Linked DNA regions of Macaca mulatta: region 1 is linked to region 2. The links are chromatin contacts, called in public Hi-C maps. All regions are on one chromosome and are shown on one strand. Each heading gives the region's core, a stretch centred on a gene start, on an enhancer-like site or on the middle of the called end of the contact. The rest is flanking DNA. Distances are from core to core; before and after follow the strand shown. Region 1 holds the start of BUB3 (BUB3 mitotic checkpoint protein). Region 2 holds the start of IKZF5 (IKAROS family zinc finger 5).

The links. Hi-C and Micro-C count contacts between places; a contact is called where the count stands out from the background.
Region 1: a Hi-C map of cortical neurons shows a contact between it and region 2, with 3 times the contacts expected there. The contact joins the promoter of BUB3 here to the promoter of IKZF5 in region 2. A contact is called at or near these places in 2 of 14 Hi-C or Micro-C datasets (CD4 T cells and cortical neurons).

What each region holds. Positions count from the first base shown.
Region 1 is chr9:135,203,885-135,207,031 of T2T-MMU8v2.0, forward strand. It overlaps BUB3 (BUB3 mitotic checkpoint protein), which reads left to right and starts at 1,324. Exons shown (of 8, transcript NM_001266253.1): 1 at 1,324-1,445; 2 at 1,874-2,068; 3 at 2,621-2,690. The coding sequence starts at 1,874.
Region 2 is chr9:135,064,337-135,067,126 of T2T-MMU8v2.0, forward strand. It overlaps IKZF5 (IKAROS family zinc finger 5), which reads right to left and starts at 1,401. Exons shown (of 5, transcript NM_001261672.1): 1 at 1,393-1,401. ACADSB (acyl-CoA dehydrogenase short/branched chain) reads left to right here and starts at 1,629. Exons shown (of 11, transcript NM_001261772.1): 1 at 1,629-1,770. The coding sequence starts at 1,729.

The sequences.
Region 1 (3,147 bases), core at 74-2,573, 140 kb after region 2:
ATATCATCAATGCAGTAGGCAGAAAGGTTGCTGTTGCGTGTTTATTGTGTCAGGAATCATACAAAGATGTGCATCCAGTTCAGGGTGTGTGAATGCATAAAGATCATCAACACTTTCTCATTTATGTCCCTTAAAAGTTAATCACTTTAACCCCAACAATTTTCTCTCACTTCGTACAAAATCAAATAAAACAATATATATTTTTCTTTTACAAAAGGCAGTGAAAAAGCAGTTAAAGCATCGATTAAATCGAAATTTTTCAGTGAACCTTTGACATTCAAGAATCACTCAGTCACTTCATTCTACTGATTAAGTACTGCTTTTCTTTCATGGAGATAAAATAATTTCTCATTACTCAAGCAACCTTCTTGATTCTCATTTCTAGAGGATTCTAGAAAACAGTAAATGGAGCACACTGAGCCTGCAACTTTGGGGAGTGGCAGGACAGAGTGGAAGGGGATAGGCTTGTAGCTGTTGTTTTAGGATCCTTCAATAAGCAGCTCTAAAAGAAGCTGTGGGAGCTTTAACACATTGCAGAGTACCGTCTCCCAGGCTGTTCACCCTTCTGAAGGGGGGTTCCTCCAGGGCAAAGGCTGGTCTGTTTACATGCATCTTTCCAGAGCCTCTCACCAGGCCTGGCACCAGCGGAGGCTCAATAAATGTTTGTGGAAAGATGGGGTGGAGAGATAAAGCATAATATAAATATGAACGGGTTTCTTCAGTAGAACTTGAGACAATGGGAAATGAGAGACGCTGGTTTATAGGTGGAAACTCCAAAGAAATGAGAAAAAAAAATCAAGGCAAAATAATGCAGTTAATTGAGTAGAGCAAATATTTTCTTCTCTACATCAACTTTTCGTTAGCTTCACAGGCGTGTGCACATCCAGGGATAGGGAGAAAACTTTAGCACTATGGAATTATTGACCAAAATGGGATTCTTGTGTTTCAGAGACTAACTTAAAGGGGAGGGCGCCACAGACAGAGCTGTAAAGATCTTTCCCGCTTTCTATGCAGAGGGCGGGCAGAGCGTCAGCCCCCCCCCCACGAAAACTACATTTCCCAGAATGCCATACGCGGGCAGGAGAGGGCGTGAACAGAGCCTTGGCGCGATGGTCCTTGGGAGTTGTAGTTTCCACGCGTCCAGCTCGAACGCCGTTGCCTCGGCGAAGTGGTAAAATGAGCCCACGTGATCGGAAAAGCAGCGGTTTCCCTTTGAGCCGGAACAGGATGACTGGGTTGACCGATGCTGGGCAGCTGAGCGGACCAATCGGCCGCCTAGACTGAGTCGTTGGCGTTTGAAATCAGCCAATGGCAGGTCTACGCTGGAGCTTCCTCTGCGCCTCCTTCGCCTAGCCTGCGAGTGCTCTGAGGGAAGCAAGGAGGCGGCGGCGGCGGTGGTAGCGAGCGGCGAGTAGTGGAAACGTTGTTTCTGAGGGGAGCCCAAGGTAGGGAGGCGAGGCGACCGTGTGCGGGAGCGGACTCTCCAGGGACTTCCCGGGTCTGCAACTGGCAGGGCCGTTCCGTTCGCAGGGGATCCCGTTTCATTTCTATTGTTTTCCCTTATATTTTTAGGAGTGTCCGGGCCGACGGGACCCGGGAGAAGGGAAAGGGAACGGTCTCGGGTCCGGGCATCGCTGCAGGCCGGGCTGGGTTTAGGGGGACTGCGGTGCCTGCCGGGCCGGTTTGGGCGCGGCGAGGGCCGGATGAGGGGACGAGTTCCGACCTTGGCGGGCTAGTGCTCGGCGCAGGCGCAGAGACTCCTCGCGGTCGTCGTCTCGGCCCCTCCCTCTGGGGTTCCCCACCGCCAGGCTATCCGTGCGCAGCCCCAGCCCGCGGGACCCTTGGGGACTCTGACTGGGCCCCTGTTCTGCAGATGACCGGTTCTAACGAGTTCAAGCTAAACCAGCCACCCGAGGATGGCATCTCTTCGGTGAAGTTCAGCCCCAACACCTCCCAGTTCCTGCTTGTCTCCTCCTGGGACACGTCCGTGCGCCTCTACGATGTGCCGGCCAACTCCATGCGGCTCAAGTACCAGCACACCGGCGCTGTCCTGGACTGCGCCTTCTACGTAGGTGCCCTCCCGCCCCGCTCCGGCCCTCTTCCTGTGTTACGATTCTCCACGTTAGGAGCGTTTCTTTTCCAGGGCTGGGTAGAGGCGTCTGTCGGTGGGGTTGTTTAGACAGTTAGTTCTTTAGCTTTTCAGGAGCACCTGCCTTCAACCGGTACCGTTTTAGGTTTGGGGATATGCAGACATTGGAAACTCCGTTTCCCCTTTCCATTAAAGGCTTGTGGAGTAACTCTGTAAACTTTCTGAACATAAATGATCATTATATTTGCAACAATACTGTTTTGGCTGCCGTACTGAACGAAACCGTTTAGGGGAAATGTATGTTTACCCTCAGCTAGCGTGTTGGCTAGAATAAAGCAGCCCTCCTTTAATTTCCTGACACAGGAGTTTAGTGACCACTTGCTTTTTTGTGCTGTTTTTTGGTTTGTTTGCCATGAATAGTTGAGCCCAGTGCATATCCTCAGCATAAACTGAACACTTGCTTGTAGAAATAAGAACGTTGAAACCCTTTCAAAAGTTCTAGTTTTTAAATGGTTCAAAACTGTTTTATAGGATCCAACGCATGCCTGGAGTGGAGGACTAGATCATCAATTGAAAATGCATGATTTGAACACTGATCAAGGTAATGTGACAATATCTTTACCAGTTTGTTTTCTTGACTGGTGTCCTAAAGTATAAATGTGTAGGAAGAGTAGTTCCTAAATTGCTTAGTTACCAAGTTGCTTAAGTACAGGTAGCTTGAATTTAGGATTTTTTTGTTTAAATGATAACCATTGAGTTACTGATTACAGAACATTATGCATATATTTTTTTTGCAGGAAAGCCAGTTGTGGTCACCATTGTCAGTGTTTACATACATTGACACTTAAGTATTTGGCCTTTATTTTGTTCTTAGAAGTGGGCTGGATCCCAGACTGGCCAACGTTTCATTAGGATTTTCCACTACAATGCTGATGTTTTGAGAGTTCAGTTTTCAGAAACTAATTTAGTTTTCAGAAGCTAAAGGTAGATTTAAAACCTCACAAAAAATAGGCAATCATGTCTATATTAATTGTGTTTGTTATAGTTATTTAGCAAAA
Region 2 (2,790 bases), core at 151-2,650:
AGAAAACGAACTGACAGATAATCAAAGAACAAAGCAGTAGCTTCACTTCAGCAAAAACTCCATAGGATCACCAAAGAATAACTGGTGTGACTATCGTTTTCTCACTGGTGGATTCGTTTTTGGCAAGATTTTTAATGTCTAAATTTAAGTTAAACTTCAGTTTAACGAAATTAAAATTAACTTCATTTAGTCACAGTACACTTCTAAAACGGTCAAGCCTAGGACTGCTGAACAGCTATAGTTGCATAAAAACAATGCACTAGTCCTAAGTAGGGAAATGGGAAAGGGCTTTAAAAAAAAACAAAAAAAACATGCACATCCGATAAGAGCATATCTGAATCCCATCCTTTTTATCCTATCACAACACAAAACAGTTACGGTTTTCTGGGAAACATCCTAGACCGCTAGGGGAAAATAACACTAGACATTTCAATTCACTGTAACGAACTCTCATCAATAATAATAACCTCTAGCTGTTGTGACAACATGACATAAATAAAAATTAAATTGAATTTTTGAAATTGTTAGTTCCGACGTTTAAGTAGTTTTAAATAAGTTCTATTCTTTCAAAACTGAATTTCCTCATATCACATAATTTAAGACGCCTTTATTTCTTCTCCCGCTTGTCACATCTCTTTCGGGTTCTGAAGAGCACATCAGGGGGACTTGAAGTAGGCCACGTGGTTAGTGTTTGCTAGAACTCTTTTAGCTTCAGATCCAGTAATCGAGCATGCTAGGCTTGGCTACTCGCACTCCACACAGTTTATCCAGAGATCTAAACCCCGAATGAACCCGAATAGTTATTTGCTACAATGTCTTTCTCAAATCTCACATGTTCCTAAAATAAGGGTGCCCATGCAGTAGAGACGGATCCGGGCAGGATCATTAGATAAAATACGAAGGCTTTAAACGTCCTTCTCCCAACGAGCAGCCTGGGACCGGCGTCGGGGCGGCAGCCTCACCAGGATTCGGAGCGACATCCTCGCCAGGATTCGAAACACCTAGGAGACCCGCGCCCGCCTGACTCCCTTCGCCCCTGGGACCCCGTGAAGACGCAAACCTCCGGACGCCTCCCGCAGAACCACCTGTCAGAGCCAAGCAGCAGTCCCCACCTCGGAGCCTCCGACGTCCTGCTCGACGGCGCCGACAGCAGGAGACCCCGCTCCCTCAGGGTTCTCGTGGCCATAGGCGCCGCAGTCCACCGCACTCCGGCTAAGGAGGTCCCGGGCCATCACCTGCCCGCCTACCGACCACGCCCGACCCTCCGCTGAACTGAGTCTCTCGCCGGATCAACCGGCCCGCGGCGAACCCAGCTCTCGCCTCCGGCCGCTCCTTCTTATCCGCCCTGTCCCGCCGCGTCGCCGCCGTCCGAGCCGGCAGCCTGCTACTTACCTCCTGACAACTGCATCGAGTAAACCACACCGCCTTGTTCAACGCCTTCGCCGCCGCCGCCGTCTTCGTCACCGTCGCAGTCGCCGCCGCCATCTTTGTTGTGTCTCCGACTCCCTTCCCGCCCCCCTGCCTTGCTCAAGTCTCGCGTGAACAGGATGGAGGGCGAAAACGAGGAGGGGCCTGTTTGTCTCTCTCGGGGTTCCGTAGGCAGCAGTGGGCAGGGATTAAGGGGGGGTGTGTGCGGGGCGGGTACTGAGTGGGCGGGGCCTAGCTCGCGTAGCTCCCACAGGCTGACTAGTTACCCAGAGGCGCTGAACCGAGAGGCCTGCGGCGACGATGGAAAGCCTGGCAGTGCGGCTGCTGCGCGGCAGCAGGCTGGTGAGTGCGTTCGAGGCTGGCGTCCTGGGGGCCCAGGGCGACCTTGGCCCCTGGCATGACAGCTGGCAGAGCCTTCTAACGGGCCTCGGGGCGCCAGCCTGAGCCCCTCTCCACGTCGTGGGCCCATCTCCCCAGACCCTTGACCCGCGGGCAGCCCACGACCCCGACCCCCTTCAGGCCTCTGGGGGCGGCAGCTAGTGGCAAGGGGGTCGGGGCTGTCTAGAAGCTGCTTTGGCGGAGCAAGCGCCTTCAGTGGAGTCGGAGGGTCGCGTCAACAAGATGTCCTTTGCAGGCCGTTGCGTCCTGAGAGCAACTGAGTCTTGATCTCTGGATCTCTGGATACATTTTGCACAGGTGTTACCTCCCTGATGCCCTAACCCACCTTTTCCCCAGTGATTACATTTCACACCCCCTCCCCCCAAAAAAGATTGTTAAAATATAGGCCCAGTCTCATTCTGAGCAGGGTGTCTCCCTGTTCTTCCTTCCGCGGCCCCGCTCAAAGGTAGTAAGGGACTTCGGAGTTGTTCGGGCTTCCCGGCCAGGGATAGAGTTCCCTCTGCCCCTTATCTTATGTCTGGAGCCTGGGTTTCTTCCGTGGATAGACTCACCGCGGCCCAGGGGAGCCTGTGCCGGTCCCTCTTCCATGAACTTAAGCTGAAACCAGCCTTTTGTGCTTAATTCTGATCTCTGCACCTACACAAACTGTTGGTTCTTTAACAGCCCCTGTGTTAAACATCCTATGCTCTTCACCCCTTGGACCTATTATATAGCATGCTTTCCAGAACATACACATTTGGATACACTTGTGTTTGTCAGTACACTTCACTAGGAATTTTCCCACTGCTTACGTGTGCTTTTCGTGTTTCCTTTGCATTTGCTTTAATGAGTTGGGCTTTCCAACTGCTGCTCCAGTCTTATGCCCAGAGGCAGAACTCTTACCTTTTTACTCATTAGAGATAATTAATGTTATTTGTTTTACAGGCCTGAAATACAATAAAAAAATAGTAAGTGATTATTGTT